Regions from separate parts of the Gossypium hirsutum genome. Here region 2 is linked to region 1. The links are chromatin contacts, called in public Hi-C maps. All regions are on one chromosome and are shown on one strand. Each heading gives the region's core, a stretch centred on a gene start, on an enhancer-like site or on the middle of the called end of the contact. The rest is flanking DNA. Distances are from core to core; before and after follow the strand shown.

Region 1 (3,871 bases), core at 827-3,326:
AACCAAAAGTCCAGAGTAAAGGGCTCATACTGATGATAAATATAAAGCAGAAAACAACTTGAACTTGTAAGAGTGAATCTTAAATAATGGAGCAATCTCCACTCTTAGAGGTACTGAAAATTTCTCTAATTATAGACTTAAGGTTAAACTATAAAAGAGGAAAAAAAAAAAAAACTGCTGACTTCCTAGAACTTTACTAGGTTATCTCCACATTACCTGAAGCTATGGCATATTTTTTTCGAAAATCTCCACCATTTCCGATTATCTTCCACTCATGCAATGCAGTTTCCTTTCCCTAAGCATACATTTTTCTCATTTGTTAATGCTAAAATAACCATACATACACATGCCAATAGGAACATATGTACTCTTGCAAAAAACTATTTGGAGAAAGCAAAATCGTAAGTATTGAAACTTGAACTCCCTATTAAGTTTTAGGAAACAGAACAATCCCATACTGTAACAATTTATACAAGAAGATAAAATGATACCAATATATACCAGGACAGCAGAATGTGAATTCATACCATGTTCAGTTCTAAAACATCTTCCAGAATGGGGTGACCAACAAAAGTTGCATTCAATCCATTTAATTTACAACCTACTTCCTCATTGGGAAGTATACAGAACACATGATCCACAAATTTAGATAGCCCTTTGAGTCTTGCTTCACCTCCTTTCCATGCCCAGAATGATGGTGCTACATAATGAAAGTGTACTGGTCTATCTAACCTTTGTTGATTGTATCTAGCTGCAAAAAATAAACATTCCTTATGTTCCGGCACATAATATCGCACAGACAATATGCAAATACACAAAAAATTGATCCTAACTCCAACACATTGGTGATATTACCCCGTAACTGCTTAAGTAGACGAAAAGAAAATCCCTTCGAGTCCACTGTCACAACCACGTGAGGCTGGAACTGTAATGCAGCCTCCACAGTTTCCTTCAATTTTACCTGACATTTCAGCAAATACAAATGGTCCATCAGTAGTTTAGTGCAAAGTTTTTTTTTTTTCAAGGAATCCTCCAGGTTCATTTAATGGTCCACGAAGACTAATCTTTTCAGGATTCATGGCTGCCCCTCCCAACAAAGTCGTCTCCAAGATTCGAACCTGAGTTCTCCCCTTGGAACTGCAATGTGCCTTAACCAACAGTTGTTGGTAGTGCAAACTTTTATGGTAAAGGTTCAATCACCTTGGTTCCAAACTACTCACTCTGAAATTATAGAAGTGTGGTAATAATTCCCAGATTCCCATTACTGCAATATTCTCCATTGGGAACAAGGATTTCAGGCCTTGATTGGACATCCTGGACCTTATTTATATACACAGAGAAAACACTTTAGAAAGAACCCCATGAGAGTTCAGATAACTAACATCAAATTGATTCTGCCAAGTTGCCTAGTTGCAACACATATGGACATAAATCTCCCCCCCCAACCCTGGGCCACCTTTTTTTAATCTACTGAAACAGATAGAAATGATATAAACAATGGAAATAGCTTTCCTGAGTTCTTTCACGTCTGCCCTTTCCTTTTTACTTATTTTTATTACTCTTTTTCAGAAAAAATAAATCAAACCCATACTCAAAATTCACCTAGCTAATGCTAAAAATACAAAGGCAATGATATATAGTTAAAAAGCATACCCGCCTACACCCGAGAAGCGGATAGGAAGAGGGGAAATCTTGTTTAAGGAAGCCATAAGACGACAGGCAATGGAATCTCCACTAACCTCTCCTGCAACAATGAACACTCTTAACTCCCCTTCACTGGCGGCTCTGTCCATTAAGGATTTGCTTGAAACCCATAAATATCTCCTCAATGGTGTCTTCAAACAAATGCTATTCTTAAATATATTCACACATTGAATCGCTGCCAACCACATCGATATCTTCGGTATAGTATTTCTATGAGAACAGTTGAAAAGGAAATGTGATGGAAGCAAGAGTAGTCTAGTGCAGTTGCCGCAACACTCTTCCGCGGTTTAGTTTGCAGTTCGAAGAAAACTAGAGAGCAATGTAAAGGACCCAACAGTTTCGAGACAACAAAGGCCCATGTCTGATGCAAACATGGACTCACATCCATGGCCTGGTTAATATATATTAATTCCATATCTTCTATTTTTACTAGGAATATCAGTGGTTTAAGTTTCTATTTTTTAAAATTATTTTTTAATCAAATGATTTCTAATTAATTTTATATTTTAATCAATACTTACAAATAATTTATTTAATTTTTAATCATTTAATAAATTACATAAAATAATAATAATAAAGCTTTGACTAAATTAGTTTATGGTTATGAAGATGGATGTTGATTCTCATAAGCTTCATTTTGAAAGCACCATTTGCATTTCTTTACTAACATGTTTTCTTCTACATGAACCAAAAAGATAACATATGGCAAGAAAAGAAAACAGATAACATATATAAATTTTACAATAAATTTTACAATAAATTTTCCTATCAAGGATTAACTTTTGCCTTTTTGCCTTTCTCCTTTCTGCTTATTTTTTTTATAAACTTTTTTAATTTTATTTTTTCTATAATATACTTTTAAATTTAATTAAATTTTATGAATATTATTAAAATGTTAAAATTTTATTCTATCCTCTTTACTTAAAAGTAGAAGCTAAAATATTATATATAGTGTAACGCCTCATACTTGACCCAATCGTCGGGTCTGAACTACAATATGTCACATTCGTTGCCAGAGCAACTACAATCAAATATAATCAATTTATACCAATGCACATTTAATTACGAGCTATTCATGAATATAATGTGATTTACAAACCTTTCTGAGTCTTTAAGCTTACGAAAGCTCTAATGTTAACCTAAGATTGAATTAGGACCAAATCATAAATATTTCAAAATCTCAGGTTGACATTGTGATGTCGAGGATTCCTTGTCACGACGCAACATATTGAGTAGGTCTCATCATGACCTCGAGTACACATTGTCGCAACATGAATCTTGAGCTGCTTCTTGTTGCGACGTAATATACTGTTTCCATAAAAATCAATATGGTATAAGTTTGAGAGACCTATAATAATACTTTACATTTCAGTTACAACAAAAACAATAATATGCCAACTACATTCAAGCTAAAATATGCCAAAATGATACTTCAAAACAACATCAAGCAACCAAGATTTAAATTCAACCATTTCGATACAAAACCTGCTTAAACACTAGGTACATATCATATACTAATCAAAAGAGAACTTTAAAAATTTTGCTGAGTTGTGGATCGCTAGCTAGATGCTAGATCAACTGCTCAATCTATCTAGAATCTACTATACCTACGTATAGAGAAAAAAAATCGTACACTGAGCAATTACGCTCAGTGGTAATTTTCATATTTCAAGTCACAACATGAGCATAATCAATATAAGAATTCAATCCAAATATGCAACAATTCAATTAAAACAATTTGCATATTCAATATAAAAATATCATTCTCCTACAACATTCCATTTGATAGTGAAACTAACATTTATATCATCCATTCTATTAACAAAGATGTAACATATCTAATTCAATTACTTACATATACATTTATGTACCAATTAGATATTTAATCTCATTTTCATTTATATTTTATACAACTTCATCAATTCACATTGTCATTTATAAGCACATATGATTATTCATTTGCTATGATCATCATTTCATATCACATTTCTATCATTTTCGAGCTTATAAGCTCATTTAACACAATCAGTCCCCAGGGCACACATTTAGCCATTCCATATGGTCTCTCACATGCTATCTATAACAACCCATTTTTCAGTAGTTTTGGGCCTCAAGTCCGACGAGTGAGCCCATATTATTATTTAATATTTATGAGTCAATTATAATA
Region 2 (3,871 bases), core at 918-3,417, 160 kb before region 1:
GAGAGATATTTCTTCTCCATGATTCTGAAAGAACAAATAAGGATCAACAATAAAAAATAATGGGAAGTACAGAAGTTGAGAGATTCAAGATATGATGTTTTTCTAAGCTAAAATAGGCCATTACCTTATTAAAGCCTAGAATGCATTTGGGACTCACACCAACATAACCAACTGGAGCCATCTCAGTCATTATTCCTACACGCCATCGATGCTTTGTAAAAGAACAAGCAGAAATTAGTTTAGCAGGGCTTACAAGAGTCAGTTAACCAAATTAGTACGGGTAAATATGGATCTGATGGTACCTTGCTCATGATAGCAATGATTCCAGGGTCTGCAGCAAGCATGTGCATCCTTTTTAATGCCTCAGAAGCTGGTGGGTGTAACTGGTAACAGACAGCAATCAGGATATCAGAAAAGATAAATGGTTGCCTGTCATTTCATTAGATTCACATAATGACAAATAGTACATGAAAGATAACATAATTTAAGATGACTGATGCACTTATGCATCTCTTAATTTGCAAAATCAGGAATTTAGAGCCAAAAATCATTTCTTCATCAAACAGAGGCTACCTTTTTCATAGAACTGCTATTTGTAACACCAACCATGAAGATATAACAACAGTTTTTGTGTTACCAACAACGCTCCTATCCCGATAACCCTCAGTACTAATAAATGTGCTTTTTTTTTGTGTAAAATTTTAATTATCAATATAATCCAAGTGAATCTTGAGAAACAAAGATTGCATCAATGGCCTTTCTTTTTCAATTATTCTTTACTTAGATTCATATTGTCAATGGTAATGAAGTCAGAGGTACCTCTACTCCTGGAATATGAAGAGTGCGAAAATCACAAAAGATATAAGGTCCTTGAGGAAGTCTTATTGGAACATTGGAGGGTCCATCTGACATTCGCTGCCTCAGTCTCCTTTCCTCTTCACTGAATCCAATTATTCTCATGTCTACCTTCGAGTTTTGTATAACTCGGTCAACTTCATCCTCTGATACCCCCATCATCCTGACAGATTTTCCCTGACATTAGATGAAACAAAGTACCATAAGTTGGCATAGAATGTTAAACAAGTGTGAAAAATCCAGTTAAACATGCCCATATATCACTTCCTGTTAATTACTTCAACCTCTTTAGCAATAATCCTCCAAACCATTCTTGTGAAAAATTTCAACCAAAGACAATTACGCCCGAGGCTAAGAAATATGAACAAAACAACACAAACAAGTTGCTTTCTAACTGAAAAGACATGCTCAGGCTTTTGAAACTCAAAATCCAATTGTCAACTGAACATAAATTGTGACTCATAGGGATTAGACTATTAGCATATTCACCAATTGCCTCTCGTTTGGGTGAAAGGAAGCTTATTGTACTTAGCATTAAACAATAAACCTTGTAATGGATATATACACTACCATGAAAACTGAAGCCTCTTGCAAACTTAAGCATGAATGCTCATCTGAGAAAGGGTGAAGCATTCGCGAGCCTTTGCCCGACAATTGGGGAACAATAAGGCGCATAGTATCCGACTTAACATCAGTCAACTTCTGCAGCTCATCGCCTAGCTCCTTGAGATTTGCACCAGAATCCATTTCCACCATATACTTGTTTCCTCTCCATATAACAGTCACATTCACCATATTTTCTCCCTCTTCTGTGTTGCACTATAACATTAAATAAAAAAGAGAAAAAGAAAAACTTTTAATCACTTTCTAAAGCAAAAGATTTTCATGATCACAATCACAATCACAAACACAATCTTTTTCCTTTTTTAAAATTCCCAAACAAATATCTGACTTCAAAATTGAAGTTTGTTGAATAAAGGTTGTCAATTTAACAACTAAATTTCGGCACCCAGATCGCTATTTAAATTGAAAAAAAAACTCAATTTATAGCAGAATTGAACAAATTTTTACATGCAAATTAAGGTTTAAAATGAAGAAATAAGGATGAGAAAAAAGAGCCAGATTGAGAAAATTGATGGAATTTTGTTTTTACCTGAGGAATTGATGGGTATTTTCTCTTACAGGGGAGGGAATATTCTTCCTGAGGAGCAATTAACATAAAGGGGCAAAAATAAATAAATATACAGCAAAATTACGGAGTAGTCGGGGTTTTAATTTACTTATATATATAGGAGGAACGGGTAGCTTAGGATAAGAGGCGGTACATACATTTTAACACGTGTTAAGCTAATATGCGCGGCTGTCTTGGGTCTTCCTTACGCATTTGCTGGCGTTTCGCAATTGGGAAGTATCTGGAACACTGAGATCGTATCTTTTGTAAACGAATGAAAACGAGTCTGACCAAAAAATAATAATAATAACCATGAAATGGACAACTTTAAAAATTTTGCTATAATTTCGTCTGTTTTTTTATAACATATCACCAACCTAGAGCTGATCATGGGCTGGGCGGCCCGGCCCGGCCCGAAGGCTTGCCCAAAAAATGAGAGGGTTTGGGTAAAAATATAGGCCCAAAAAATGGGCTTAGCAAAAAAACGAGGCCCGTTTAGAAAACGGACCGGGCCTCGGGTAAGAGTTTTTCGGCCCCGGCCCGGCCCGGCCCGAATTATATATTAATATATATTTTTTATTTTATTTTTAATTATTTTAAATTTTTAATATAACCATTTTTATTATATTATTAATTTGTGTATTGTTTTAAGAATTGTTTTAGTATTATTTTTATTTATTTTAATATTTGTTTTTATGTTTTTAAATATATTTGATTTATTATATTTTTAAATTTTTTTATTTAATGAAATAAAAAAAATTAATATGGACTGGGTCGGGCCAGGGCTCGGGCTTAGTAATTTTATTTCAAGCCGGGCTTGGGCAAAATTTTAGGCCCATATTTCGGGCCGGGCCGGGCCCGGGCCTAGTAGACGAGCCTAAAATTTTGTATGGGCCCGGCCCGACCCGGCCCATGATCACCTCTACACCAACCCTTGTCTGTCAAATTTTAATTTGATTAATATAAGTATTATTATCATTGTAAAAATATATAAATTTAAATGTGTTGAAATATATTATTTTTTTATTTATTTAGAAAAACAAATATGATCTATTAAGATTATCTAAAAAAGAATTTTATATTTATAATAGCATTTGATACATTTAGATTAGAAAAAAACATTTAAACAATATATAACGATATTTTAACCATGAATCATATTTAATTTTTTTTTTAAATTTCAAATAAAAGATAAGTACTTGGTTTCCCACTTTATAAAATGAAGTCTAAGAGTTAGTATTTTTCTAACCTTTTATGGATAGATCATAAAGCAGGTTTTAAGGTTAGAAAGCTAATCTTTTATCAGTAAGAGGAAATCTCACTCTCATAAAATTCATATTAACTAATTTACCTTTATATTATCTCTCATGTTTTAAAGCTCCAGTCAAAGTATCTTATTAGAATGATAAAATTATATAAAGCTTTCACAGGAACAATGAGTTTGACAAAAGAAAGATTCATATGAAAAGCTGGGATTGGCTATGGAAGCTAAAATTTAAAGGGGGATTTAGTATTTGAAAAACTAGATTAATGAATCAAACTCTTCTAACTAAATCGGCCTGGAGAATTTATAATGGAGACAATTGACTAGTTCATAATACTATGCATAAGAAGTATTGTTCAACAATTGGGTATGATAATGGTACAAGTAAAAGTTTTGACTCCTGGGTTTGAAAAGACATTCTTCATGGTAGAGATTTGTGTAAACAAGGGATAGACTGGAAAATAAGAAGTGGAAATTAGTTGATCATTTCAAGTGGACATATACATGAAAAAGATGATATTGTAGTCATTGGTTTGAACAATTACGTTAATTTGACTGAGTTGATTGCAAACAAGAGTGAG

Evidence for each region. Hi-C and Micro-C count contacts between places; a contact is called where the count stands out from the background.
Region 2: a Hi-C map of leaf shows a contact between it and region 1, with 2.2 times the contacts expected there. The contact joins the promoter of LOC107955727 here to the promoter of LOC121231802 in region 1. A contact is called at or near these places in 3 of 34 Hi-C or Micro-C datasets (leaf and seedling).

The regions. Positions count from the first base shown.
Region 1 is chrA07:89,522,100-89,525,970 of Gossypium_hirsutum_v2.1, reverse strand. It overlaps LOC121231802 (probable lipid-A-disaccharide synthase, mitochondrial), which reads right to left and starts at 2,076. Exons shown (of 8, transcript XM_041116554.1): 1 at 1,654-2,076; 2 at 1,221-1,320; 3 at 856-961; 4 at 528-751; 5 at 217-295. The coding sequence starts at 1,892.
Region 2 is chrA07:89,686,051-89,689,921 of Gossypium_hirsutum_v2.1, reverse strand. It overlaps LOC107955727, which reads right to left and starts at 2,167. Exons shown (of 11, transcript XM_016891535.2): 1 at 2,009-2,167; 2 at 1,426-1,674; 3 at 820-1,032; 4 at 303-383; 5 at 125-211; 6 at 1-24. The coding sequence starts at 2,074.